Linked DNA regions of Mus musculus: regions 2, 3, 4, 5, 6 and 7 are each linked to region 1. Evidence: chromatin contacts called from public Hi-C and promoter capture Hi-C data. All regions are on one chromosome and are shown on one strand. The core of a region is the stretch at or near the end of the contact, and the rest is flanking DNA. Distances in the headings are between cores, read along the strand shown.

Region 1 (4,025 bases), core at 845-3,344:
TAATCCCCTTAGGAACCCTTCCTTCAGCCCTCACCAGCCCTCACAACTGCCATACCACTTCTTGACCAGAGCTGCTTCATTTCCATACCTCTTGCCCAGATTCTCCCATCAGTTAAACCTTAAAGGTCTGGTGAGTAACCTAAAAACTTGGAAGTTACTGGAACCAACTGACCATCCCTCTTTCCAGTATGGCAACACTAAACAAATCTTTGCTTTTTGCCATTATTTATCTCTGTAAAGGGCTTCTTGGAGTGTGGTTGCTCATCATAGTTTGCTGGGGCTGCCAGTGCTGGGCTTTCATCCTAAAAACTTTGGTTTAACATTTTAGTGCTGGATGAAATAGAAGGGACCAAATATTTTAATCCTCTTAGCCTACCAGGATGACAATGACATAAACTGAGCTTACCAAAATAACAATGCTGGACAGGACAATGTAGAATGGCATCTCCTCAGCTCTCAAAGATCATGGTTCCCTCCAACATTGTAAGTTCTGGTTAGAAATTGGCTGTTTAACTTCCCCATAGGAGAGAACAAACAGCCTTCCTGCTAGCTAGCACGGTGACTCACACACAGTAAGTACTATCCCTGGAGTCATATACCAGAGCCTCTGAAGCTACTTAGGAAAAGAACAACGTGTCTTCAGGCTGAATGGGATGAAAATGCCTGCCATTCATTTAACTGTACAGTTTTTCTCATGAGTGTTAAGTGCACATAGGATGCGTGTGTATAAAGAATTTCCTCAGGCACATACCTGGTATTTATTTACCTGTAAGTTTCTCTGAACTTGGATTACTCTGGTAATACCACCACAGAATTCCTGACCCAGTAAAGTCCCTTATCTCACTCAATCTCAGTCCATGCCAATTCTCCACACAGCCGTCAAACTTGTCAAAAAGATTTAATAGTCTGACCACCAGATCCGATAGAGCAGTTTATCACTCCAATGCTTGTTATAACACCAGAGACTCTTTATCAGGCTTGGACACATGTATATATATGTCCAGGTGAAATAGAACATTTTAAGATGTGCAGCGGGGGTGGGGGTGGGAGGCACAGTTCCTTAAAAACTGAACTATTTCCTATATACAAAGCTACCTAATGATTTTTTTGAACTTTGTAATAGTTGCTAATCTCCCTCCCCAAACACACACACACACACACACACACACACACACACACACACAATCAGAGCGAGAGAGAAACTCCGAAAGAAAAATGGCTTGTTTTTAAAAGGTTCTTAGCAAAGTTCTGGTCTTGGGAAACACAATAACAACTCACGGTACAACTCCAATCGTTCCGTGAAATTTGCCTTTCTTCGCTTAATGGAATTACTATATTTGTGCATGTTTCCCATACCTACATACTAGGGATAAATGCTGTGTCACTTAGAAGAAAGGCAAAGTATTCTGTTGGATCCCAAAGGAAATTGTCAAAGAACGTCTCTACGCTAGCCAGCCTGGAGCTGCTATTCCATTCCCTATAAAGGCAACCAGAAACGACTCTAAAGTCACTCGGCAGTTTCCGACCGGTGGGAGGGCCCCTCACCCGCACAACGGGTCAAGGAAAAGCTGCATCCGCTCGTTTTCACCTCTACGGCCCGGGCGGCTTCTCACCATTTCCAGGGAGTCCCCAGAACCGTCGTGGTGGCCACTGCCCAGGGCCGGACTGGCCCTGCCCTCGGGGGTCTTCCGTTCACTGTTGCGCTTCAGGCCGCTGGCGTCGCCCCGGCCTCCCGCTTCCCGGCGCCTCCGCCTTCGGCTCCACAGGTACATAGCCCCAGCACCCAGCAACAGGGGCGCCCCGATGGCCAGCGCCACGTGCCATCGCGGCAGGGTCCCCGCGCCCGAGCCGGGGCCCGCAGTCCCACCGCCACCGCCCACTCCATTTCCAGAACCGGGCGCAGCAGCCGCCGCCATCGCCGCCTCTATGGGCTTAGAGGCGGCCATGACGACTGTCCTCCGCCGCCGCCGCGCCGGTCGCGGGCGCCACGGTCACCGGGCAGCGTGGGGAGGAAGCCGGGAGCGTGGAGGGAAAGCAACGCGCGAGCGAGCACGCTAAGCAGCAGGAGCGGACGACAGAAAAGGGCCAGAGGTCACCGGAAGCCCGGGGCATGCCGGGCTAGACCGGCGGCTGGGCCCGCCCCTATCTACTGTACAGGGGAGAACCACTTCCGGGGTCAGAAGGCCTGGCGCTCTGGGTGGCTTTTCCCTTTCCTCTTGCAGGCGGTTGCCTAGAATCGCTCGGGAGGTCTCAGGCCTTGCGTGACTGCAGACCTCTTCTCCAGGACAGAAGGACCCGTGGCACTGTCGCCAGTGCGGCGAGGAGGGGCGTGGGGGGCCGTGTGCAGCAAGTGTAGAGGGACAGCTCCCTGTAGCTCTGTGAGTGGGCGGGACTTGCAGAAGCACTGTGAAGGGAATTGGCCAGCAGGGATGGTGGGCCTCCCAGTTGATTGGTAGGATCGGGGAGGGGGGTGTGGCTACGTTGGTGCCTGTTAAAGACTGAAACTGTGGGAGGGGGGAAAAAGGGTGAGACCATCGTGCTGTGTAAACCAGCTTTGTATATTTCTGCAATAGCCAGATTGTAGTTTGGACAAATTTGTAGTTCCTGGGACAATGACAGAGGGCAAAGACTAGATGGAAACTGGGGAAGGTAGGTTGACTCATGGAAGTGACTTGCAGCCTGTGTGCTGCACCTTTAATAGTTACAAAGGGCAAGGATGTCTGTTAGAAGGCTTTCCTATTGGCTTTCCTCGAGGACCCCGGATCACCGCAGGCATCTTTACGTGTGTATCTTAAAATGGATTCCACCTGACATCTAGCCCATACAACCTTCCCTGGAGCACAAGTGTCTGTCACAACACTTTGAGTTTGCTCACTTATTTGAAATAACTTAAATTTTTAAAAAAAATTTATTTCATTTATATGACTACACTGTAGCTGTTTTTCAAGCACATCAGAAGAGGGCATCGGATCCCATTACAGATGGTTGTGAGCCAACCATGTGGTTGCTGGGAATTGAACTCAGGACCTCTGGAAGAACAGTCAGTGCTCTTAACTGCTGAGCCATCTCGTCAGCCCTGAAGTACTTTTCTTAAGCCTTCATGAACTCTGGATCTGGTCTCAAAGCATGAAGTCTACTTTGCAAGGTGTTTGGAATTCACACAATTTTCAAGAAAAAAAGGCAAAGCATGGATAATTAAATGTTCCAGGCTATGGCTCTTCATTTCAGGTTTGAACATCCTTTTGTCAAACAAACAAACAAACAAACAAACAAACAAACCAAAAAAACAAAAACCAAACACCCATAGATGGTCATTTGGCTTTTAAGTACCACAGGATGCTCACCATAATAGCATTACATGAAGATGCAAAGGCCAAGTTGTGTCAACGTGGAGTGATTAAAATAGAATGTTCCAGTTTGAAACTTCAGGGCCTTTTCTCTTGCGTCATGTTGGTTCTCACCAGTGAAATGTTTGCACTAGCAACAAACTGAAAATGGTAGTGTAACTTAGTTGATCAAATAGAGATTGCTGTAGGCACTGTTCTCACCCCAGAACTTCAAAATCGGAATCTCATGCCCTCTGAGTAATCTTGGATTTTTCAGAATAACAGCAAAAGGATTCTCCCCCTATAACTTCACATTTTTTTCTGTGATATCTTGGAGGACTAAAGGCTCCCAGTTTGAATAAACCATTGGAACTAAAACACATTTGAAAGATTTTCACCTTTGTTAATTTTGTGTATGTATGTGTATGGGTGCACCCATTCCACGGATCATGATATGAATCTTTGGGAGTCACTTCTTTTGTCCATATGGGTCTTGGGATCTTTTATAGCACCAGCAAAATGATCACACTATCGATTAACAGTTTCTGTTTCTTCCCCAATTATTACCACATTGCCATAGTTATTGGTTCTTGTATCTGCTACTCAAGTTCATCTTGGGTCCTTGAAGAGTAGGAATCGTGGTATAGTAATCTTAGTACTTCTGGACCTGTTGCTAAGTTAGACATATGATAGGTATTG
Region 2 (4,025 bases), core at 1,069-3,568, 1.6 Mb before region 1:
TTCTCTGCATAGCCCTGACTGTCCTGGATCTTGCTCGGTAGACCAGGCTGGCCTCAATTCAGAGAGATTCACCTGTCTCTGCCCTCGGAGTGCTGGGATTAAAGGCTTGTGCCACTGCCGCCTGGCTAACATAGCTAACTGTAAGAGGGCAATCAACTCACAGTTTGACTTGATTCTGCAACTCACATTCTGACTTGATTTTGAATACCACAAACTGTCAAATATTTCAACTGTTCAAGCGAATTCCTCGTGACATGTGGCATGAATAAAAAACAATTTAATTGGCAAATAAGTATGAGGATTCAAGTGTTGATCACAATATGAGGTGCCGTGGTATCATCGGGGACAATGGGATTGCACGGAAGTTGAGGCAAGACAATGATAGGAATAAAACAGATGCAGAAGACTTTCTTAGGGGAAGGAAGCACAGACAAGCTTGCACGTCACTGGGCCATCATTATTAGGACGTAAAGGACGTACCTGTCCTTTCCGGTGGCGCATACCAGTGAGTGTTTTTGGGTATGGTGATGCACCGTCTCCACAGCCCCAAGCTGCCGTTGTATCGGAACAGAACATCGTTGTAAGTCTTCTCATCCGCCTCGTCACCGAGGAAATCTTCCCAGGCGATTTTATTCGAGTCACTTGAATTCTCTTGAATGGGACTTCGATACTCATACCAGAAGTCCGTGCCTATGGAGGCCGCCATGTAGATGGTGGAAATCAGACTAAGCACACAAGCAATCACAAACGCAGTAGCAAAACGGTTATCCATTCTGGCATTCAGACTGCTCTGTTTTAAGTTAAAGAAAGAAAAGTCAGACCTCAAGAGCAAATCAGAATATGCTAAAAAGAAAAAAAAAGCCCCTTTACCCTACTCCCCATCCCTTCTTTCCATAACGCAATGCATTTATCGATGTAAAAAATTTACAAACAAAAGGGCAACAAATGTTAAGTTTAAAACAAAAGGCATTCTCATGAAAAGTACTTATTGAATGCTCACATACCCAAGATGCTACGGAGACAGAAGTCTTGTTCTCTAGTCTATCACCTGCATACTAAAACAGACAACACTGAAAAGGACATACACATTACAGGTACAAACAACAGACATGCCCATGGTCAGCAGTGCAGCGTGCACACCTTAAATGCAGAGTGGATTTTTACACAAGCTATAAACATGCTATGTGTTTTCAGGCTTGTGTGAGAAAAAAGACAGCAGAATAGGAAACGAAGACCCCCCAGCTTTTTTAGTGGGGAGGCTTACAATTATAAATAAGGGCAGAAGTGAGGTGTAAGTTGGAAATCAGAGTTGAAGGTGTTAACCCGAGGGGAAAGTTTAAATGTATGTCATAGCAAAGAGAGCAAAAACACCATGTTAGTTATCAATCTCCTTCAATTCAATTAAAGCTAAGCCAAGCCTCTTGACACAACCGGATTCTTCACTCCTTACTCTCCCCGCCCCCCATTCCATTACACACTTCTCAACCTCCCAAACTGTAATACTGCTCCGTATATCCTAAAATATAGCACAGATCCATAAAAACTAAATAATCCCTACTCGCAAACAGAAAAGTGACTTAGGCAAAATCTGAACACTCCCTAGGCGTGGACAGGGCTCCACGGCGGTAGTAAATGGCCGCGGTAAAATGACTCAAGGCAAGATCACGCTGAGTCAAACCCTGCCAAATGTATGCACACCGTGACAGCACCAAACCCCTCGTCTCAAGCACCCGTGAAAACAGGCTTACAAACTGGGGAGCGGAGTTTGGAAAATGGGGAGTGACTGGGGAAAAGACCGGGGCGACTACAGTCATCAATAGCCCAGCAAGTGCGATTTGTATTCTGATTCTCAAAATTCTCGTCCATCCTGGTGCTCTCGGATGACCTTAAAGGCCGGGTTCTGGAAGCTGCGCCTAGCGCAGTCACCCTGGGCCGCACAGCAGGGCCTGGCATGGGCGGGCGGAGACCGGCAGGGCTGGGCGAGCGCCCTGGGTACCCGAACCCAGCCAGCCCCGGCCCCTTGGCCCGGAGCCCCGCCCCTCCCCGCCCCGCCTGCCGCTCCAGCCCCCGGGCCTGGCCGCGCCAGCAAGGAGCCCTTTCCCCAGGTCGCGAGCCGAGCCGGCCCGCGACCCCGCGAACTCACCGCCCATCCTCTCACTCCACCGGCTTCGCCCTCCAGCTCCGACCACAGCACCCTACTCTCCCCGCGCCTCCTCTGACGTACTTCCCTGCAGAGCCCGCCCCCTCCATAACTCCCGCGCCTCCGCCTCCACCTCCACCCCAGGCCGGGCCAAAGCGGCCCTGGGCCGAGGGGCCTTGTGGGACTTGTAGGAATACTGGAGGAGAAGGGGCTAGAGCCAGAGGAGAGCATGCCTGACGACGCGCGAGGAATTGTGGGGAATGTAGTTCTCTCCGAAGAAAGAACTCTGAAGATCAGTGAGGAAAGCTGAAGTCTTAACTGCGGGATTGTTACACCTCAAAAAAGGAGGGACCAAGCTCCAGAAAGTGATGGGGGAGGATCTTTGGTCAACCATAGTCAAAGGCTTTGATTTAGCCGAGATCTAACGTCGAGTCTTCTGTTTTCCCTACGATAACACCCTACCTCTAAAAATCAGTACTACGGAGTTGATGAACTTTAATGGAACTCTACTCTTCAAATATCAACCCCCCTCCCATTTCCTACATCGTCCCTCCCATTTGAACAACGTGTTCTTCTGTTTTGTTTAAATGTAACTAAGGATCTAACTAAACTAGCATTATAACCTGATATAATTACGTTATTCTTGTTTGAAGAAATCTGTTATTTGCTCTCTACTGTAATCAAGTTCCCTGTTTGTTTCAGTTGTAAAAAACAAAACAAAAAAACAAAACAAAAAAAAAAACCCAACTTGTAAATCCGAAGGATACTAGATTTCAAAAATGTTACTTTAAAGTGTGAATGTAATATGAAATGGAATTTAGAGATCATTTTCAACAGAAAAAGTTGTGGGTAGCCTCGGAGACAGATGGCTGTGTGACATGGAAGCAATGGAATGATTCTAAGCCCTCAAATACTTCACAGGAATTTCTAAACAGGTAGAGAAGATTTTTTTTTTTTTTTTTAAGTTAGAAATCGTTTGCCTTTAGCTTGTGGTTCCGGTTCACCATCACAGGCTGTGTCTGGAAAAGGACTTCTGGCAGAGCCCAGTATCCACAAGGCATGACTAGATTTTCACGGATAGCATCAAATGAAAACGTAATTTGCCTCAGGTGTCATCTTGAAAGCTCGATGAGTGTGTAGAGTCGAATAGTGAATCCACAGTAAGACTTGTGAATGCACTTATGCAGCAGATGTCTTCATCCACCGGCCTTCATGAGACGTCTACTTCCTGAAGTAACTTGTGCAACCAATTCTGGTAAAGAGACATTTTTTAAGAAGAAAAGAAACAGCCTAAGTTTGTAGACAGAGAAACTGAAGCCCATGAAGATGAACTAACTTGGCAAACATCAACACTGAGGTTAGTAAACCAATCTTAAGACACTGGACAATTTACTTCATAATCTTTAAGATAAGATTGCCTTTGGTTTTCAATATATGGACTTTTGAAAATAGAATCTATAGATAAGAAAATGTAAAAAATGTCAGGCAGAGGACCTGAGGATTGTTAAGGAATCATTAAAGCATTATTTACAATTGAATGTCCAGTGTTTGAATAAGATCAGTAGAAGTAGCTTTTTACAACTCCCGATTGTCCCAGATGAAGAGGAGAAGCCTGTCATAAATAGTGGTAAGTGTTCTTGCACACCTCAGCTGGCTTCCGGACCTGTCTGCTAACTACCCAGCTGCTAGACTTGCCAGGAGGGCATTTCAATGTGTTTGTTTAGTCGTGTGCTCTGGAAGTTCTAAGTCCTGGGCTCACAGTACACTTAGTCGTCATGACACAGGAGGTACGAGGTTCTGGAGTCACTCTACAAAGGACAATGATGCCTTCACCTTCCAACAGCACAGAACACCCAGAAAACGCTCAGAACCCTGTTCACTCACA
Region 3 (4,025 bases), core at 654-3,153, 1.5 Mb before region 1:
CTATTACCTTTAATTTTTATATGCAATTCAAAAACATAGCTATTCAAACTCTTAAGGGGTTCAGAGTTTAAAATTAAGTAAAATTTTATGTGTGTGTGTATATATGTGTGTTTAATAGGTTTTTTTTTTTTCTTTAAGGCAACAGGTCACCGTAGAGTCATTGTTCTCAAAGACTAATGTCTGAGTTGTTTTATTTCTAAGAAGCAGGGCACCATATTCAAGATCACACCACCGGAGTGATTTAAGTGCTGACCATGTTTCTGACATTCTGAGTTCTCGGCATATATTCATTAACTATGAAACAGAGGTGGAAAACAGTAACTTCCAAAGGTTACACAAAGCTGGCTATCTAGTGTTTGAGATTGTGTCTGGGTCGGTCAGTGACTTTTACCCTAAAACATTACAAGATGAAAAACCATGAAAATCAGACTGACTCCCATTTAATATAGACGTGGTAGCATCATAACTCACAATGGATTGATGATATACTGTTGTATTTCCAGCTTGGAAAAAGTCAGAAATCCTCAAGTTTAAAATTAAGGCGGGAGGGGAGAACAGGGAAGGACTACTCTGTTTGGAACAACATGGCCACCAATACATGACTCAACATGAATGGCATTCTAAGGAATCCTTCAAGAAATTTGATGATGCAATTTAGTAAGAACTACTGGAAGACTAATCAAATATTCCTTATATAACCCGCCAAAAAACAGTAGGGAGACTCTTGACATAGGGAATCTAGCAGACATAAAGGATCAGTGTTTCTTCTGCCTCTAATAGGGCAGGGACAAATGCACCCAGATGGATAAATAAAAAATGTGTGTGTTGGGGGGGGGGGGGGGGGGAGACGTGTTCAGTAACAAACTGAACATGAAAGCTTCACTTTGCTGCCTGCAGATGTTCTTTAACAAACCTATAGAAAAAAAAGTGCAACTATGAATTGCCAATATTTTCAAGTGACTTGTCCTACATTGTTGGCACCTCTGGGTCCACATCTGCAAGTAGAAAGCGAATGGCTCTCTCAATGTCAGTCATTCAAGTCTGTCCCTTCTGACAGATCACCCCCCACCCCCACCCCCCTGTAAAAACTGTTCTACTTTAAATCCCCAATCCTAAACTGCAACTGGTGCCCAACCAAGAAACAGGAGCTCTCTCCTCACCTTCTTTCCTCTCCCACCGGTCCACAGTGAAGTCGGCAACGCCATCTACCTGCGCCAGTGCCCGACACACCTGAGCCTGGGTCTCCATAATCATCAGCTCCATCTTGGTCTTCATGTCCTCCGGCCTCCTCCGCAGCTCCCGCAGCTCGGTCACCGGCGAGGACATGAAGGTGCTGCAGCGGCGGGCCAGCTCGTCCCCGTCCTCCTCCCGCCGTCCAGGTGAGGGGCTCCGCGCCCCCGAGCTCTTGGGCACCATCTCCGCCCGCTGCACGTGCCCAAAGGCGGCGGCTGCCAGCCCTGCCAACCCCGCCAGCGTCGCGGCCAGCCGGGTCCCCAGCCCGGACCCGCCTCTAGCCCAGGGGCCGTAGCCCAGCCCGCGGCGAGGCTGGGGACCAGCCGTGCCAGGCAGCTGGCAGACGCGGGCGGACGCGCAGCGCGGGGACGCGGCGCGCAGCTGAGCATAGTCGCCCAGCACCGCTCGCCACCAGGGGTCCGAACCCAGGCGGCCCAGCCGCAAGGCCATCTCCCGCCGGGACTGGGCAAATCCGATCCTGCAGACCCACCGGAGCTCCCAGGGTCCTGAGACCCAGACTCCCCAGCACTGCTACGTGGAGTTCGGAAGAGCTGCTGCGAGTGTAGGTCGCAGGCTGCTGGCGGGAGCCGAGGAGGCTGCTGGGAACTGTAGTCCCGTCCTATCGCCTCCTGCACTCGCCTGACCGCTCCCGGAAAGAGCAGATAAGACTGCACCCTGCGCACAGAGGTGGGTCCTGCTGCTCGCACGCGGGCCTCCTGTGCTGCCAGAGGACTGTGGAGGTGCTTGGACTGATAAGATAGGCGCTTTAGTCACGTACACCTTGGATTGCCCTGCTCGCTCACCCACAGTGAGCAAAAGTGGGGTTAGAAGGCTGACGACAAACGGGCAGAAATAACAACTCGGAGACACACCCCTTGTCTTCGTCCTGGCTGTGGGTCTGGAGGATGCACCCTTGTCCCTGTGCTTGGCTTACCCAAAGAGTTCAGGGTAGTGGGCTCCTGAGTAGATCCAGAGAAAATATTCGCACTCCGGTTTACTATCCTGGATCTCTGTTCTTCCCCATAGCCCTACCCGTTGAAAATATGAGGACAGAAGCTCACACATTTAATAGTTTTGTTCCAAGCATATATCATTGCCAGCATTATTTTATAGTATCAGAAGGGCTCATTTGCCCTTTAACTATCCTTGATGATTCTAATTTCTACTAACAAATAATAATCGAGGCCACTGGTTATTCTTTCACAAGCTTCCATTCTGGCTGTAGCAGGAATTGGAGCTCAGTGGGTATGGTTCTGACCGATATGTTCACTCCCCTGCTTCTTACACAAATGCAACCACAAACTACCTGGAGCAGCATGCGTGCTCAGGCCTGGCAGATGTGGCAGGCAAATGAATTCACGAGAAGTGACAAAGCTTGCAGAGGAGAGAAACCCTTAACTTTTAGCTGTAGTGTGCCCTGGCTGGAGGCCGACTTGGAAGAGAAGGAAAGATAAGAATTATCTTTTGGAAGGTTGCCTGGGTCTGGCTGGGCCTCCTGGTGATAAATGAAGCTCTTTAACGAAAAGGAATCTCTCTAATTTTCTGTAAGAAACTTCTCCTTTATGATCCTGCTCTGCTAATGTGAAGCTAGCCAAGAATAAGCCAAATGGGAAATTCAGGAGACTTGCCCAGACAAATAACTAATTGTGTACTTACCCTGAACAAATTGTGTACTAGCTTCCAGCCTGTTTGGATGTCTCTCTCTCCTGTTCTCTGATTCCACCTTAATCTTAATGTACAGTGCTTACTGGAATCCTTAAAAACAAACAAACAAACAAACGGATTTGTATGAGAAAAAAATAAAAGCCACCATCTTCCTAGAAGGGCATAGTGGCACACATATTTAATCCCAGCACTCAGAATGCAGAGTCAGGTAGACCTATATGAATTTGAGGCCACCCTTGTCTACTTAAAGACTTTCAGGATGGCCAGGGCGACATAGTAAGACCCTGTCTCAAAAGAAACAAAACCAGTCACACACACACACACACACACACACACACACACACACACACACACCTCTTCCTGGTAAATTACTCCCAAGTCCTATTTGTAGTATATGAAGATGTTCCCTCTATAAGCAATTTGATGCATCCAAAAGCTGCCTTGGACAAATAAGAAGTCAGTAAGTTGTAAACAGAAGCTATGCAGTAGGGGTGCTCGTCTGCGTGTAAAATTGGCTCTCTATTGTGTACTATGATTTCATTCTCTGTGTAACCCCACAAGCCAGGACATTCTGATGAGCTGTATGCTATCTCACTAGGTACAAACATACAACTCATCTTCAAACTCCACATGCTTCTCCGAATCCTTGCTAATTTGATCCTTCCCCTGTTAAAAATAATGAATTTTATGCCCTGATATCAGTGTATTCATTTTCCCTTTTAAGAGAGAGTTTGATGAACCCACTTTATTTCTCTGGTATTTCTCTTTATTTCTATGCATGCACGCATGTGTAACAATTAGTAACAAGGTATTGCTAAACTTGACCTTGTTAGAACTCTAATGCCGTTGAAAGAGAAATTAAATTAACAGAAAGTGAAGGTTTTGAGATTTTAATATTTTGCCCTAGATTTACATTTTAAATTTGTCATCTTCTTACAGATTAAAAAAATCTTAAGGGATCATATTTGACTTAAATCAATATACAGTTAGGCATAGTACATACCTGTTCTCCCAGCACAAGTGAAGCTGACACAGGAGGACTACTCAAACTGTAAGTTTGAGACTAGTCTGGGCTATTACAACCCTATACATTAAATATACAATTAATTTAGTATGGTTGATTTAAC
Region 4 (4,025 bases), core at 658-3,157, 1.5 Mb before region 1:
GGCACACACATGGCGCATATACATGTACGTAGGCAAACCCTCATACAATAGCATTCAAAACAACAGTGGTCAATCTGCACAGGTGCCACATTCTCAGACGAGTCTAAACTCTAGAGCCCAGCTATTCCAGAATTGCTAGCACGACTGCCTTTCCAGGAGGGCTGCTGTGGAGGACCTGATACCTTGGGGAATGCTTTTTTCTCTAGAAAATGCTTTTCTCTCCCTTCTTAAGCAATGATCAACACCTGTGCCATGAGCGCCCTACAGAATTTCCCAGAATTTTTGGGAATATTCTTATACCCTTTCCCCTGAAGGTGTGTCCCTGGACAGGCACTACCTGGCAGTAGGTTAGAAATGCATTGCCTCAGGCTCCACCAACCACACTTCTGCATTTGAACAAAGTTCCCTGCAAATGATGTTTTGAGAAGCACTGACTGAAACCACCTCTCCTTTATAGGAGTAATCGGAGACTCAATTGGAGTCTGTTGAGTCAAGAAACATGGATCTGATCATTTCTTCTTTAAGACTACCTTGTTTGACTCCAACCAAGTTTCAAAGTTTAACTTCTCCCTCAAGGAGGAAAAAAAAAAGAGGTTTTTTTTTTTTCACCCTTCTCCAGGGGTGGACTTTGAGGCAATTGCTATTCAAACTGTCTCCCCAAATCAAGATATTTGCTGCTCACCCTCCAGAATAGCGTGGACTGCAGGGTAGCACCTGCCTAGACAGATGCCATTTCCATTCATTCCAAGAAGGCAGGGGTTAGCTCAAAGTTGGGATCTTAATTTTTTTTCCTCTACATGTATGTCTGTGTAAGGGTGTTAGTTCCCTGGAGCTGGAGCTCTAAACAGTTGTGAGCTACCATGTGGGTGCTGGGACTATCCGAGTCCTCTGGAAGAGCAACAGCTCTGGAAGAGCCCCCCCCCATTTATTCATTCATTCATTCATTTTGCATACCGATTGATGCCCTCCTCTTGGTTGCCCCCTCTCAGAGTCCCTCTCCCCACCCCCTTTTCCTATGAGAGTGGGGCTTCCCAGATATCCCCCCACCCCTAGTGCATCAAGTCTGCAGGGTTAGGCACATCCTGTCCCACGGAGGCCAGACAAGGAAGTTCTGTCCCCAAAGCAGCCAGTGTTCTTAACTGCTGAGCCATCTCTGCATGTCCTGAATTTTAAGCTTTATTCTTATGTCAGATGTATTTTTTTAACAGTGACTCAGTACATTTCTAGAAGCACCCCATTATCAGCCATAAAGAATGGTGAAATCTGTACATGCCAAGCCACAAAGAGACCCTTGAAAGAAAGAATAAGGAAGGAGCCAAGAAGATGCCAATTGCAAAATTGGGAAACAGCAGCATGGTCTTGTAGCTACAGCTGTGTGTGCTTATTACAGCTGCAGGGGGGAATGCCTTTTTTTCTGCTTCCACTTCTCCATCTTCTGTCTGCTCACAAGGCCAACTTGAAGTGCCAGTTTACCCACAAAATCTGTATGCCTCTTCTAGCTGGAATAGGAGATTTCAGAACTCAACCATATTCCACAGTCAGCTCAATTATGTACGAAGAGGGAAGGGGTTGTAGTGTTTCCTATAAACAAGTGTTTTTGTTTGTTTGTTTAACATGCTCCTTAGATTTGATGTATATCAAGCAGGCTATGCCATCATCATTCCAAGAAAACTGAGAAATTTAAAATAATTCGCATTACCCTTCAGAACGAGTATTGAGAAAATTAGAAGCTCCAATCCCTCTTTGATACATTGTCTCTCTGCTCGTTTTGGTTTCTTTACCCAGACACAGTGTCCTTGTTGGTAGATTAGCAGCTGCAGTCTCAGGTGGCGGTGATTTCAACTTGTTACAAGGGGTGGGTTGTATCCACTCCTTAGTATTTAAGAGCCTTTCCAGTGAAGTGGGTAGCACATCTTCTGGCTGAATTCTCCTATTGCTGAGATGGGACCTAAGAGAAGGAAGCCCATTCCGGAAGAGGCTTTAGCTTATATTCATCGAATTGCCTGTATGCAGATGAACCTCAGTGATGCTTATATGTTCTTGGTTAGTAGAGCTCTTGGGCTACTATGAGGGTAGACTTTGTTCTGATCTGGGTGATGACACATTTACTACCTTCATATCATTGGGTATCTAACATTCACATCTTCACATCTAACATTAGGTGAGAAGGTAGTTCAATGGCGAGGCTTTGGTGATTGAGAACTGTGACAGCAAACTACAAGCAACAAGAAGGGGAATCAGTTCTTCACTTGGGTTCCCAAACAATAGCCAATGGTAGCAGAATAAGCCCTTTTATAGCTAAATGCAATTTCATATTCACGGTCAACATGTATGATAAATCTGCTCTTAGCTTTTTAGTAAATTTGTGCTAGGCTTTTTTTTTTTTTCCTTTTTTGAGACAGGGTTTCTTTGTATAGCCTTGGCTGTCCTGGAACTCACTCTGTAGAACAGTGGGGGCTTTGAACTCAGAGATTCTCCTGACTCTGTCTCCCGAGTGCTGGGATTAAAGGCCTAGCCTTCTGGTAATGTTTGTCTGTTTTTAATGTATTTATTTTTTAATGTACAGTAACGTTTTGCCTGCATGTATGTCTGTATGAAGATGACCAATCCTCTGGAACTGTTAGATGGTTGTGAGATGCCTTGTGGGTGCTTGGAATTGAACCAGGGTCCTCTGGAAGAGAAGCCAGTGCTCTTAACCACTGAACCATTTCTCTAGCCCCCTGTGGTAGGCTTCTGTCATGGATCTATACAGTCAGTGGATGAAACTGATAATGTTAACAGGTCTGATCCATAGAAAATCCATACTGTAAAAAGATTAGAAACTTCTCTGAGTGGCTGCTCTTTGGGGCATCCTGAGTTCAAGAAGATAGAAACTTCTGGAATTCAAAGGACAAGCAAGACACTCGGAACATCCAAGACCTCTTCTAGATGACCACTGAGACAAGAAACTCTTTTCATGAGATTCCTACCTGAAATTTTAACTTCTGTTACCCTTCTCCCTTCCCCCAAATCCTCACCTCCGTCCTAGGCTTGCTTGTACAGCGATGACACGACAATGACTAGTTTTGGAGCATATTCGCAGGACAAGGCTTCAGTGAAATGGTTTTATGCCAAAAGAATCCTGGCATACATCACCGAAAGAGGTAATAAGGTCTGCATTCCGGAAATTCAGGTGACTGTAATTCTACTTTAACAATTTCTGCTGGGGCTTTTTTCTAAATCTAAAATATAGGTGCTTGCTATTTAAATGTCCTAGTTAGGTTATTCATGTTCTTAGTAACTGGACGTGAGTCAATAGCTTCAGGGATGAAACATGTCCATTAAATACCTGTCTGGCTTTTCTCAATCAGCCAACCACACAAATCTCTGCATCTGCAGCACCAGCATCATAGGTGAATGGTGAAATATTCAAGTTCATGACTCTCGCCTTGCCCAAGAAACCTGATTGTGAGTAGGGCCAAGAAGCTGTGCCTTAACAAACTCCTCAGATGGGCCTAATGCTCTGAAGAGCTTAGAAGCAGGGCTCTCGTGAGTCTTCCCAGAGCTATTACCCTCCTTTTTCAGTTCACAGAAACTTTAGGTAGACCCTCAGGTATTCATTATGTTTGTCTTGTCAGTGTCTTGAACTACACTGTTCTCACTAAGTGCTGGCACTCCAAAGAAACTGTCTGATCTTCAGTTAAGACTTGTATCCTAGCTCAACGCACACCTTTAAGTCCCAGCACTTAGAAGGCAGACACAGGAAGATTTCTCTGAGTCTGAGGCTAGCCTAGTCTATAAAGCAAGCTCCTGGATAGCCAGGGCTACCCAAAGACTGTTGCATCCATTCGTCTGTAATGATTTAGGTGCATTTTAAAAATAAATTTAGTACATATCTAATACATAACAAAATGAAACCAACATTATAGAATTTCAAAACCAGTGGAATAATTACTAACCTGTACCCTTGTTATGTAGCAATGGAATTTGTCAAGGGTCTTTTTAAGGTCCTGAGGCCCATATCAGTTAAACAAAATGACTGCAGG
Region 5 (4,025 bases), core at 871-3,370, 1.4 Mb before region 1:
AGCTCCAGAAGAAATACCAGTTTCCTGATTCTTTCTTTAGACCAATGGTTCTCCACATTCCTAATGTTGTAAACCTCATGTTGTGGTGACCCTAACTATAAAAGTATTATTATTATTATTATTATTATTATTATTTATTTATTTATTTATTTATTTTGGGGTTGTTTTTTTGTTTTCAAGACAGGGTTTCTCTGTAAAGCCCTGGCTGTCCTGGAACTCACTCTGTAGACCAGGCTGGCCTCGAACCATAAAATTGTTTTTGTTGGTACGTCTTAACTGTAAATTTGCTACTATTGTGAATCATAATGTAAATAATTTTGGAGCTAGAGGTTTGTTGAAGGAGTCGGAGGAGTCCAAGGCAGGTGAGTAGGTTACAGCTAAACTTTGCAGAATATGCAAAGTCATGGTGGTTACCTAAGTGCAGCTCCTGTCCTCCTCCCTTAGCATATTTCTTTGCAGGATTAAAAAAAAATCTAGGCAGTGGGACTAGAGAGATGGCTCATTGGTTAGAGTCCTCTCTGCTCTTCCAGAGGTTCTGAGTTCAATTCCCAGCAACCACATGGTAAATCAATCTCTCTCTCTCTCTCTCTCTCTCTCTCTCTCTCTCTCTCTCTCTCTCTCACACACACACACACACACACACACACAATCTAGGAGGAGTATAGTGTATTCAGGTAGTATCAGCAGTTGGAAGGATGAGGCAGGAGGATTATCAAGAGTCAGAAGCCAGCTTCGGTTACACAGCAAGATAAAAAAAAACAAAACAAAACAACCTTGTATAAAAGCAACAACACAACAAAAGCAAAACGGAGGAGAATCTAGGAATGCCCCTCCCCATCGCACCACTACACAGATGGGTATCCAGGGACTTCAGAGTCTGAAAAAAGGGAACCGAGATTTCCATGCCAACCTAGATTACACAGGGAAGTGCGGTCAAAAACAAATCGAGCACACAAAACCTAGGAGGTCAGGAGGAATAAAGCAAAATGCGGGTTTCATTTTGAAGATCATGAAGAGAGCATGGGAGAACTCAGCAGAAACTCTAAAAGTTTGTGGTAGTTTTCCAGAAAATTTATCTAGATGGACAAATTCCAGGACTTTTTTTTTTTTTTTTTTGACTACCCTGGTGTTCCAAGAGCCAAGCATATAATTACAAAAGCTATGTGAGTTATGTCAAAGGTAATCTGTAGAAAGGGTAAGAATCGGAATGGTTTGAGCCCTTTCCATGTTTGGATTGGAAAAACAAGTGCAACTTCCTAGGGCTGTTGGTATAATTAAGGAAAATACTAGAAGGTCCATCACACGAGTGGGAGGACTTCGCTGCCACTTGACACACTGTCAGCTTTGAGTTACACCCAGCTCCTTTCCTCCCAGACAGTAGCGCTTCTCTCCCGGAGGTGGATGGAGGTCATTTGATTGCATGTGAGTATTTGACCAGACACTGATTTTTAAAAAGCATTCAGAGCTATGCAAGTCTGAGGGCTTTCTTAATACAAACTTTTTCCTAGTGAAGGCTACAGAAAGAAAGGATAGGGAGAGAGGGAGGGAAGAAGAAAGGAAGAAAAGGAAAGAAGAAACGAGGAAAGGAGTGAAGAAGTGCCCCTTTCATTCTTTCTGAGGTAACGTCTTTTTAAAATATAAGATGAACTATATATATGTCTACACCTACTCCGCTAACACTTTTGTCTTTGAAGAGCAGAGGCAGGAAATTGTGTAGCTTTGTGAACACCTCTCCCTTTCAGCTAGAGACCAAATTACCCACTGTGTCTGATGTCACAGACAGTCCAGGGTGAAACTAAACTCTGTTGCTTTCTGCCTCCCATAAGCGCCTGAAAGGAGAGCCCCTTACAGCCTCCCGCCTTTGCTCCCGCAGCTTTCCCAACAAACCGGGGCAGGATGGGAGTGTCTTCTTGGCTCTGGAAATCAATCCTCCTACCTTGTCCTGAAGCCACCCGCCGCCCTTTCCCGGCCCTCCCTTCGCAGTGATTTTCCTGTCGGGGACTCCCAGCGAGAGCAAGCGGCTGGTGACCGCCCCGCCCTAAAGGTAGGAGCCAGAGAGCACGGCTACCGCCCCGGGGGTCTCTGAGCCCACCGGCAGCCACCGGGCAGCACTTTTCGGCAGGAACTTGGGGGCGGCGGCCACCGAGCATCTGGCGCCAGCAATAAGGAGGAGCTTCCCGCGGCGTAGCACACAGCCGCCGGGGGACCCAGAGTCCGGCGCTGAGAGCTGTAAGGGGAACGTTGGCGGTCTCAGCCTCCGGGCCACACTGCGCCTCGCTCCGCTCTGCTCCTTCGCCACATCGGGGGTAGGGGTGGAGGGAAGGGATCGCGTTCTTGTCACCCCGCTAGCTCAGGCTTCCGCTCGCCGCCTGCTCGGGACCCGATGCTGCAGACGCCACGGGACAGACAGAAGCGCGCTGCGGAGAGCCCTGTGCATGCCTCTGCGGTGGCCGAGCTCGGGCCTCGGCAGGTAACTCTGCGGCTGGCCACGCTGCGGGTCTGCTTAGCTGGGGGTGCGGGGAAGACTGCGTTCCCCGACCCAGCATGGGATTTGGGATGCTGCCCAGGCACTCCGATTCTGCAACCGCTGCGGAGTAGGGAAGGGGACTCTGCGCGCTCTCAGACCCTTCGTCCTCTGCTAAATCACCGGAGCGATGAGGGAACCTTGGGGCCCTGAGATCCTCCAGGCAGCAGGGTGTGCGGGGTGACCAGCCAGGAGCTCTCCTGTAGGGTCCCAGAGCTGCTAGGGAGAACCCAGAGAGAGTGGTGCTCCGGGGCGCTAGGACTCTGCTCTCCTGGATCGCCCCCAATCTATGCAGTGGGAGACCCACAGGAGAGCATGGTTCCTCGATCACCATTATTTCTGAAAGGGTCTGTAAGCGAGGAAGGGTGAATGAGCCTGGAAGGTTCTTTTTTACCTTACTGAGTTTTCCAAGAAATCTTTCTTGGTACAATAAAACTAAACCTAACAAAAAGCCGAGACAGTTTGTTTGGACTGAAGGGCAACGGTGAGAAAACTGCAGTTTTGGCTGCTGTGAATTTTTAAGAGAAGAGAGAAGAAACTTGCTATTTTGCGGTCGTTGCCTAGGGAGCTCTCGTGGGCTTAGCCCCTTCCTTGCGCACTGTTATTTTGATTTAAAAGAAAAATCTATAAAAAGCGATTTCTAGAAAATAAAGAAACTCCAAGTGCCTTTTAGGGATCCTTAGAGGAAGCCAGGAGAAGGGCAGCCAGGGTGTGAAGAATTGTGTTTAAAGGTGATGGGACAGGAAGGACATGGTAGGTGCTAGCCTATTAGAAACCACGTAGATTTCAAATTCAGGAGTCAAGTTTGTTTTTAAGAGAAACACCTTAATGCCATGAATAGTGGATGGTTTAGAAAATAGCAGGTCCTTAATGGCTCCAGTGCCCTGACGTGCCGACCTTCAGGCTTCTTCAGTATGCCCTCAGATGGCCATGCCTCCCTATTAGGCTACCCTGACGATTTGACTTTCCCGGTCTTCAAATCCAGAATTTCCTTCCAGCTTCTAACCACGGAGCTATCTTTTTATCGACATGGTGATGTGAAATATTTGGGAAGCTCTGATCAATCAAGGCTTTAAGTGTCACAAAAGATTGCTTTTGAAAGCAAGATCAGAAAAATAAATAAATAAATAAAAATAATAATAATGCCTTAGATAGTTAGTTTGACTTTGAATAAGGTTATCTGTTTCAGAGGCACCTTAGATAATGGCGATTTGGGATCAAGGGAACTTTTATGGAAAATGTCTGTATGATTCTGATCTGTTTTCCCAAAAGTTGTATTTTATGACACGGAGCAAGGTTGGCATGTGACAAAATAGTACACAGGGCATTCTATATGTCAGTCTTTATGGTTCCATACCATGGTGCCAGAAACAGGATTGTCTCAGTTTTTGTGGTGGCAGGAACTCTTTCCTGATGGCAACGCCACTCATTGTAGTCACCTCAAACTTGATCAAGAACTTGACTGCTGTACCCTCGGGCTAAGGAAAAGGTTCTCGGAGAG
Region 6 (4,025 bases), core at 699-3,198, 1.3 Mb after region 1:
CTGCTTCTAGTATAAGCCAGAAAAGAAGTGTTTGTACTAGTCACCTATGACCTTCAGGCGAAGGAAGGGCTGTATTTACACCAATCACAACAGTGTTCCATCTGCAGCAGTTGCAGCAGTCTCTCCTAGACTACCACCAGGGGACAGGCCTTCAATCTGGCCGGAGTGGGAAGGGTTCCTGGGTGGGGGTGGGGGTGGGGGAGAAGTGTGGCTCTGAGGCTGCATCTTCAGAAGCTGGAGTAGTGTTTTAGAAGCTACAGCCGCCATGTAGCTCTCTGGAGTGTTGAATGTGGTTTGACAGTTCTTTTCTCTCAAGGCTGCCTGCGCACAGAACAAGAGCCTAACAGCTAACAATTAGGGGAATCAAATCCCCTCACCTCCCCATATTTGTTTATTTCCAGAAAACAAGCAGCTGTGCGAACGGCAAGGCGTCATTGATATTAATTTTAGCTGTGCTTTTAGTCATGCTCCACACCTGCCTAGCCCTGTAGCACCTGTGGGCTGCCTGCTGCTTACCCCCGTCAGCAATGCTAGATTTGTGGATTCTGCCTAGCAGAGCCATTTACTTACGTAATGATCTAGTTATTTCTACTTACCTCTTTGCCACTATCTCTTCTTCTAGGTCACTTTTTTTTTCCTTCTTCTTAGGCCACTAGGACTCCCCTCAGTCTCATCTTCTCTAAAACTGTTTCATTTCTGCCAGCTTCAGATTCCCTCACGTTAAAGTTCTAGTAACTTCGCTGGTCCCTGTAGGTGCTCCGCTCAGGTTACCTTTCACATTTATGCTATTTTCCCTTTGGCAGTCCTAAAAGGCACTGCGGATTCTTCCCTGACTCCTGGCCTTAATTCTTGGCAGATGATTTTCCTGCAAACGCTTTAGGGCCATCCTTTAGGGCTCATCTCATTCTTTGCGAAGACTTCCCCCTTCTCCCCCTCTCCACAAGAAAGTCTCTTTTTAGGCTGTTCACTGAACTTTGTACCTCTCACGATGTTTAATCATAGTCAGTTTCTTTTCATCGGTGTGTGTATACCTTATCCCCACGTGTTAAGATGTTACTTGAAAATTTAGACTTAATCATTCATTCTTTCTCTCCCTTAAAAATAAACTTCCCTTGACGGTTCGCTAGTTGGATTTGCGGCGGAAGTATAAACATTGAAAAAAGTATTCAAGGTAGAGGCATCAAAATCCCTGTGTTTATCAGGACTAGGTCAAGTTGTGCAGAATAAAACGTTACATAATACGTAAAAAATAATATAAAACATACAAAGAATATACACGCATATATGCGTATTCATCATTTTGCTAGAAGCTTTTTTCTAGTATTGAAGGATACGAAAGGGTAGTCATTGCTGTTTATTCTAATACTGTACTAAAAAAAAAAAAAAGATTGCTTATGGCCCAGATATGAAGTTAGAGAAACTGCAAGAGCTCTGAAATTGAGTCCAGGCCAGAAAGTCCGCGGGCAACCGCTTCCAGGTTTGGAGGCGGGCTAAATGTTGGAGGCAAGGGAGGAGACTGAACTCTGCACGCACCGCTCTGGCTTCCCACTCCCCGAACTGGGCGGACCTGTTCTTGCAGCAGCCCGGGGCTCCCGCTCGCCCCCGGGCATCGCAGCCCCTGCGCAGACAGCGGTTGCCGCGGACCCCGGGCCCCTGGGGATGCGGTGCGTCCAGCGAAGGCCAACCGGGGAAACTTGGAGCTGGCCCCGACGGGGGTTCGGGGCGCGGGTGCTAGCCGGGGTTTCCAGGTGAGCCGCCGGAAAACAACCGGTCGGCCCGGGCGGGGCGGGGCGAGGGCGGAGGGCACATTGCCTCATCCCGGGCATTTTACTGGAAACTAGACACATCCGGAGGCGGGGCGGGAGGCAGCCCAGGCGCCGCCTCACCGGGCGGAGCGCGGAGGAGGAGGTCAGTTCATTTAAATAGCCCGGTCCCCTCCGGGCGCGCACGTACTAGTCGCTCTGCCGCAGCCAACCGCGTAGCCATCCGGTGGCGCAGGTGTCTGGGGACCCCGAGCGCCTAGCCTGGGAGCATGATCGTGGACAAGCTGCTGGACGACAGCCGCGGCGGAGAGGGGCTGCTGGACGCGGCCGGCGACTGCGGCCTCATGACCAGCCCGCTCAACCTGGCTTACTTCTACGGCGCCTCGCCTCCTTCCGCCCCCGGCGCCGGCGACACCGGCTACCTGTCCGCCGTGCCCTCCGCGCCCGGCTCGCCCGGCTCCGACTCCTCCGATTTCTCCTCCACTTCCTCCGTGTCCTCCTGCGGGGCCGTGGAGTCCCGTCCCAGAGGTGGCGCCCGCGCCGAGCGCCCTCAAGGTACCCACCCGCGAGATTCCTTGCCCCTCTATTCGGGGTTCACACGCTGGGAGGATGGGGAGGGACTTCCCTCCACCCCCCCCCCCCCCCATAGTCGAGACGTTAAGCGGCCCCTGTGACTTCCTTAGCGGCCGGACAGACGCGAATAGTCATGAGTGATTAGATGCCTTGTCCTGATTCTGGCACGTTGTCCTTGCCTAGACCTCTGCGGAGTCCAGCGCCCAAGGGACCCTGAGGGCTAGCGCGCTGGCTTCCTGGAAAAGAACTTGAGAGCCTCGGATTCTCTTTTCTTCCATCTCATAACCTTTTCCCTTTTCACTTCTCCCCCGACCTCCGAATTCAAGAACCTCTGAGAAATTATAACACTATTATGAGGTTTTTGGAGCTGATGGAGAGAGATGTAGTTTCCTTCTTGTAACTCTTTCAGTGAGAAGCAGTGGCAGAGGGTAAAGCGTTGGGAACTGGATTTTTAAGACACCCGTATTCCTAATCTATTTGTAGGGATGAATCAAAGAAAACCCACTTTTCGGGACGTAGAGGAAAGCCTGGTTCAGAAAAGTGATTTAGTGTTCTGCGCTTAGTTTACGATGTTGGCGGTTCAGAGGCCTGCTCAGAATTCTGATTTTCTCTGTGTGCTTGAGAATGGAAAAGTTACATCTAGCGAAGCCCTTTCTTTAGCTGCGGGTTGTATGGTTTCCTTTCTTCACGAACCGAGTTGCATAATTTGGGGGGGTGGGGGAGGGAGAAACAGGATGCAGCTGTGGGTAGATTTAAACACCGCCTAAATTTTCTCAGTTGTTGGAGCTTCTCATCGCAATTATTTTAAAGAATGACCCCTTGCTGTTCCTTAACACTGGCTACTCATAAGCTTTGGTTGTCTTTTATTTTTAAAAAGTTATTTTTTGATTTAAAACACTGTGCCTTAAGCCACAGTGTTGCCCACAGCTCCCTGAAAAGCGCGGTGTGCGTGCTTTGACAGCCCTTTCTGAAGTTTGTAGGCCCGTGGACATCTGGCTGAACCCATCGATTGTTTCTAGTTCTTGGTTTACCACACAAGCCATGGGAGATTCCTGAAAGTGCGTTTTCTTCTCCCTATGACGTGGGCATGGAAGTTTTAACTCTTGTCACTCCAGAGGAGTGCTGTTAGAGTCTGGCCATTGGGGTGTTTGTGGGAATTCCTGAACTTGAATAGAAAGGCTATTTAATCATTTTATTTGCCCTCGTCACTGTCTCTATGTCACACTTGTGGCACAGATAGCCAAATTATGCTTTGTTCTCCGTTCGTTTTCCTCTTTATGTTCCAAATATGTTCAATTCATGGACAAGAACTTGTTACATAGTTGTGGCACTCAGTAAATTCTAAAACTGCCTTCTGAAGTTCTAAGGTGAACAGGCCTGTTTCCGTTTTACTTAGAACGCCCATGTACGTAAGTGAGGGGGAAATCCTGTGTGTGTGTGTGTGTGGAAATGTGCTAAGTGAATTTAAGCAGCTTTCTTGGTACAAATTAATGAAGGGAATACTAAGAAATCTTAAGTCCCTATTGCTGACTTAAAGTTTGCCTTGGTGCCTTGAGAACTTTAGAGGAAGTTAGGTGAATGGCATACAGGTACTTTATAATTTCTATATGAACATAAAAGACCTTGTTTTAAAAACTACAAATGCCTCATTCTGCTCCAAGGACTTCTCAAAGTCAAGAATAGTTATGT
Region 7 (4,025 bases), core at 1,080-3,579, 1.3 Mb before region 1:
TTCCCAAGGCTTCTTAAGAGAGTACAAAGTCCACCTTGGAACACATGGGCATTCTCATATTAAAATCGCTAGAGGTGTTTAAGAGATTCACATCCTGAGTGAGGGAATGTCAGCTGACCCTGAAGGAATGTGTTATCTTAGTTAAGACTAACTTCAAAGAAATTTCACTGCAAGCAGTACTAGGGCCCTCAGAGGGAGAGATTTTTTAAAAATCAGGGAATTCTCATCTCATACAATTTCTGAATTTTCAGATACTCACCAAACTAGTCCTTAATTTACTAACTTAGTAACTCGTGTTTAATAATTGATAAATACATTATGCTTTCCCTTTGTAAAACTGTGTGTTTCTGGTTCATTTACTTAGTCTATGAAAGAGACATGCATTCACATATGAGCAAGACAGAAAATTGATACAAAGGTATTAAACAAACAAAACTACCCGATTTTGAAGAAATAAAAATCATGTCTTTTTATGCTCTCTAAAATTATTTCTATTTATTTTGGAATCTTTTGGCAATGGGAGAAGAAATATATTGTTACAATGCTGACTAAAATGATTCAAAAATCATTTAAAATAAGATAATGTTGCATGTTACATCAGTCTGGGAATGACTACTCCAAAAGATAATGGTGTCCTATATAGCTGACTCTGTTACTCGAAGATTTGTTTTAAACATGACGTGAAATTCTAGATGTAAGCCATCTAGAAATGTTCAAACACAGTGGACTGCTTAAATGGTCATATTCCTTTCTACATTAAAATATGCTGTATTCCCTGTGCATCGGTTTCCCTCTGCTGGGAACGGGATAACTAACTCACCAAGCTGTGTGTTAAATGCACTGATTTACACAAACCACTTAGTCCCGGGCCTCCCACACACACTAAGCTTCTGTAGCCATATAAGTCTGTCTCCCCACCACGAGAAAGAAAAACACACACATAGATGCCAAAACTTCAGAGGCTTCCACACTCTAAAACAGTAAGCGCTGACTGAAATCTGCCTATTAGACCTCTAAACCTTAGGTTGCTCAGTTTAAATGTGACTATTAAAGAGGACAGTTTACGTTTTTCTCTTAGCGATTACCTCTCACACGTCCATCAAGGCTGCACCTTCCCAAGAGACAATCCCATGACCTTGAAGATATTCCTTACTGACAAAAAGTGCACACAGTGGGAAGCTGAACTGAGAAATGGAAAACGTATTTCAAGAAACTCTCCCTAGCAATTAGTAACAAGAAAAGCCATGGAAGAAATAAAGCCAAACAGAATGTGGTACGCTGCCCAAAGCAGCAACACTAAAAAGTTCAGTCCTGTATTCTCTTTCTATTGTTGATGATTTATCAACCAACAGTTGTTCCCGCTTCTGGAATGGGATTGTAGAAGGAAAAGAAGCTTTGTCACTTTCTGAGAAAGTTTGCGCTTTTGGTAGTGGACCGCTACTCTGGGCCACTTCTGTGTTTGATCAAGACAATCTACAAACCACGGTCCTCAGTAATGGGCAGGTGCTCTGAAGAACGAATTGCAAACGTAAGCAAGGCTCTAGAGAGCACTGCAATTTGCTTCATTCGCGTTAGAACCTGGGCGCTATCCCTAAGAACAGCAATCCCTGCCTGTCTTTAATAAGCTCAAGATGCTTTTTAATTTGCTCCCGACTCCGTCCATCAGTCCAGAAGGAGACAGCAAGGAGGCCTCCACGGCAGGGTCTCATACGTCCCTCTTTCACAGAAATGAATGGCTTTGCGGAAAAGTAAAGCGACACAAACTTGAGACACCGGGCGGCACCACCACCCCGCCCCGGTCCCCGCCACATCAGCCTCGCCAGTGTGGTGTCTCTGCATCTCTGGGTTCGTCGGCAGGTTCCTCCAACAGCCAAGAGCCTCAGGAGGCCGACCGGTGCGGGCCACCACTCACCTTGCTGGCCTCCAGCGTCCTGGAGCAGTAGGAGCAGCAGAAGGAGCAGTCGAGGCCTGGAGGAGGAGTTGCGGCCAGGAGGGAGGGGACAGCAGCCGGCGCTGGGCAGCGCGGCCCGGCCGGTGGCGGCGGGCGCGGCCGGGCCTCCGGGACCCTGGGGGCTGCGCGCGGCTCTCAGCGGCGCCCGGCTCGCCATCGCGGCGGCCGGCAATCCGCCCGCATAGTGCGCGCGCCGCGGAGCCCCGCGCGCCCGGGGCCCGCAGCACCCGGTGAGGACCGGGCGGCAGCGCAGCGCGCCTCGTCCCCTCCGCCCTGCTCCCCGCGCCCGCTTCACCGAGCTTCCCGCCCCGAGACCCCAGGCCGGAGCGCGGCGGATCGGAGGATAGCACCGGGGCCCGAGCTGGAACGCGCTCCCGCCGCGCTCGTAGACCGACCGTCTCTCGGGCGGGCCGGCCCCGCTCTCTCGCCCTCCCTCCCTCCCGCGCGCGCTGGCCACGCCTCCTCCTCATGCTGAGACCAATGAGCGGCCAGATCTGGTCCAGCTCCTTCCGTGCCGTCCAATCATCACGCCGTCTGCTCTGTCGACCTGTTAGCTCCTCTCCTAAAGCTCCACCGCCCCTCATCCGCGTCTGCCAATCGCCCTGGACCTCTGGGAGCGTCCCACCCGCCTCCCTCGATCCGGGTTCGCCCCCAAGCCGGGGCCGGGAGCGGTCCCCGCCCCGCTGAAGAGCCTGTAGTTTTTGGGACCACTGCCCAGAGAGAACCCGCCGAGACTCTCTGGTCAGTGACTTCCGGGACTTCCCCATCCCGCGCTCTCCAGCTTCCCAGAGCCTGCTTGCTCCTGGCTCCTCCCCCGTCGAACATCAGGCCACTGGAAGGGGTGGGATGGCTGGATGCTGGAAGATTTCAGCTGGGAGCTGTATTTAAGGGACTGTTTTTAAATAGCAGAGTATGTTTTTCTTAATTAAAACTGCAGTCAATTGCAGCAACATCTGCGGGTACAATTACAAATGTAGTGTTCAGTTTTTGCAAAGATAGCTTCTAGGACTTTGGAGAGGAAGTATAAAATAAGACCCGTGTTGCTGAGACTATTTAAGTCCACTATCTGTAAAATTGTGCTCAGAGAAGTCCCAGGAATTAGAGCCACTTTATAGATAATTTGCAGGTTTTGGAATGGGGAAGAAATGTCAGTACATCATGCACGTCAGAATGAAACAAGTACAAATTCAAATAATAGGCAATTTGATGGAGTTTTTGAGCAGGCAGTATGGCAGAAGAAAGAGCAGTCTTTAAAGAAGAATCCACAGAACTAGACAGTAGATTTATAAAGAGAAACCATCAGGGATATTTTTAATTAGGGACTCCCTAAAAAAAAAAAAAAAAGTATTGTACCTTTAACAAACAGGGACTTAGTAAGATAGAACAGTTTGCATAGCAAAGGAAGTAACTATAGAGCATCTGTATTACCTTTCAGTTTATGGTGGTTGATTTTTCACAGTATTGCTGCTGTGCCCTGTCCTGCTGATGACTGCCTTTAACAAGCCATAATTTCTGGCAGCTGGGTCTTCTCAACGCTAAGCAACGGATGCTGTACAGCAAACTGATACTGGCATAGGATGTCTACTACCTTGAGTGTATTAAATGTTCCCTTGACTTAACGTGTTCTCAAGTGATGGTGGGTTTATCAAATGTGACTCTTATCATAAGCTGAGAAGCACCTATACTGGGATGCAAAGCCAGAGAGATAGGCCATTGGTTAAGAGCCCTTGCTGACAATCCTTACGATCTGAGTTTGATCCTCAGAATTTACATGGTTGCTAGGAGAGAACTGGCTTCTGCAAGTCGTCCATGGTCCTCCAGATGTGCACTGTGGAACATCTCCCCTCCCACCCCCATACTAAATGAATGAATAAATAAATAAATAAATAAATAATAAAATACATGCCTTTTAAACAAAATAAATCGATATGGATATACAGCTAATAAATGAGGCTATAGAAAAGCAGGTTGTACAAATGTCAGTGTGAGAAGTATGTAGGAATTGGCTCTGGAACTCATGAATACATGTGAGAGTCCTAAACATGTAAAGCACTCACACCCGTGTTTCAGAAGA

What was found. Promoter capture Hi-C pulls out the DNA fragments that hold promoters and counts their contacts. A called contact is a pair of places that touch in the nucleus more often than the background predicts. Capture Hi-C pulls out chosen DNA fragments and counts their contacts.
Region 2: a promoter capture Hi-C map of liver shows a contact between it and region 1, with 7 times the contacts expected there. The contact joins the promoter of Cldnd1 here to the promoter of Tomm70a in region 1. A contact is called at or near these places in 11 of 39 promoter capture datasets (the 3T3-L1 cell line, 3T3-L1-derived adipocytes, the C10 cell line and 7 more), 5 of 484 Hi-C or Micro-C datasets (B cells, CD4 T cells, LSK cells and 2 more), 3 of 115 datasets of contacts at active chromatin or transcription factors (astrocytes, fibro-adipogenic progenitors and large pre-B cells) and 2 of 9 other capture datasets (adipose tissue and liver).
Region 3: a promoter capture Hi-C map of liver shows a contact between it and region 1, with 8 times the contacts expected there. The contact joins the promoter of Cpox here to the promoter of Tomm70a in region 1. A contact is called at or near these places in 7 of 39 promoter capture datasets (the 3T3-L1 cell line, cranial neural crest, embryonic stem cells and 3 more), 5 of 484 Hi-C or Micro-C datasets (B cells, CD4 T cells, cerebral cortex and 2 more) and 4 of 115 datasets of contacts at active chromatin or transcription factors (astrocytes, embryonic forebrain, large pre-B cells and 1 more).
Region 4: a contact with region 1 is called in a promoter capture Hi-C map of liver, with 6 times the contacts expected there. The contact joins the promoter of Ftdc1 here to the promoter of Tomm70a in region 1. A contact is called at or near these places in 4 of 39 promoter capture datasets (hippocampal neurons, liver and pre-B cells) and 1 of 115 datasets of contacts at active chromatin or transcription factors (astrocytes).
Region 5: a contact with region 1 is called in a promoter capture Hi-C map of liver, with 2.3 times the contacts expected there. The contact joins the promoter of St3gal6 here to the promoter of Tomm70a in region 1. A contact is called at or near these places in 4 of 39 promoter capture datasets (the 3T3-L1 cell line, liver and pre-B cells), 1 of 484 Hi-C or Micro-C datasets (B cells) and 2 of 9 other capture datasets (adipose tissue and liver).
Region 6: a contact with region 1 is called in a Hi-C map of liver, with 2.6 times the contacts expected there. The contact joins the promoter of Nfkbiz here to the promoter of Tomm70a in region 1.
Region 7: a contact with region 1 is called in a promoter capture Hi-C map of embryonic stem cells, with 3 times the contacts expected there. The contact joins the promoter of Dcbld2 here to the promoter of Tomm70a in region 1. A contact is called at or near these places in 5 of 39 promoter capture datasets (cranial neural crest, embryonic stem cells, hippocampal neurons and 1 more), 3 of 484 Hi-C or Micro-C datasets (muscle stem cells, pre-B cells and uterus), 5 of 115 datasets of contacts at active chromatin or transcription factors (astrocytes, embryonic stem cells, neural progenitor cells and 2 more) and 2 of 9 other capture datasets (adipose tissue and liver).

What each region holds. Positions count from the first base shown.
Region 1 is chr16:57,119,783-57,123,807 of GRCm38.p6, reverse strand. Tomm70a (translocase of outer mitochondrial membrane 70A) reads right to left here and starts at 2,094. Exons shown (of 12, transcript NM_138599.5): 1 at 1,614-2,094. The coding sequence starts at 1,946.
Region 2 is chr16:58,726,203-58,730,227 of GRCm38.p6, reverse strand. Cldnd1 (claudin domain containing 1) reads right to left here and starts at 2,318. Exons shown (of 6, transcript NM_171826.3): 1 at 2,144-2,318; 2 at 1,005-1,055; 3 at 481-790. The coding sequence starts at 772.
Region 3 is chr16:58,668,086-58,672,110 of GRCm38.p6, reverse strand. It overlaps Cpox (coproporphyrinogen oxidase), which reads right to left and starts at 1,903. Exons shown (of 7, transcript NM_007757.2): 1 at 1,161-1,903. The coding sequence starts at 1,683.
Region 4 is chr16:58,614,860-58,618,884 of GRCm38.p6, reverse strand. It overlaps Ftdc1 (ferritin domain containing 1), which reads left to right and starts at 1,907. Exons shown (of 4, transcript NM_001033404.2): 1 at 1,907-2,043; 2 at 3,029-3,172. The coding sequence starts at 1,942.
Region 5 is chr16:58,521,521-58,525,545 of GRCm38.p6, reverse strand. St3gal6 (ST3 beta-galactoside alpha-2,3-sialyltransferase 6) reads left to right here and starts at 2,120. Exons shown (of 11, transcript NM_018784.3): 1 at 2,120-2,470.
Region 6 is chr16:55,820,061-55,824,085 of GRCm38.p6, reverse strand. It overlaps Nfkbiz (nuclear factor of kappa light polypeptide gene enhancer in B cells inhibitor, zeta), which reads left to right and starts at 1,948. Exons shown (of 12, transcript NM_001159394.1): 1 at 1,948-2,318. The coding sequence starts at 2,033.
Region 7 is chr16:58,406,839-58,410,863 of GRCm38.p6, reverse strand. Dcbld2 (discoidin, CUB and LCCL domain containing 2) reads right to left here and starts at 2,329. Exons shown (of 16, transcript NM_028523.3): 1 at 1,913-2,329. The coding sequence starts at 2,108. It overlaps 4930461C15Rik (a long non-coding RNA gene), which reads left to right and starts at 2,333. Exons shown (of 4, transcript XR_384912.2): 1 at 2,333-2,692.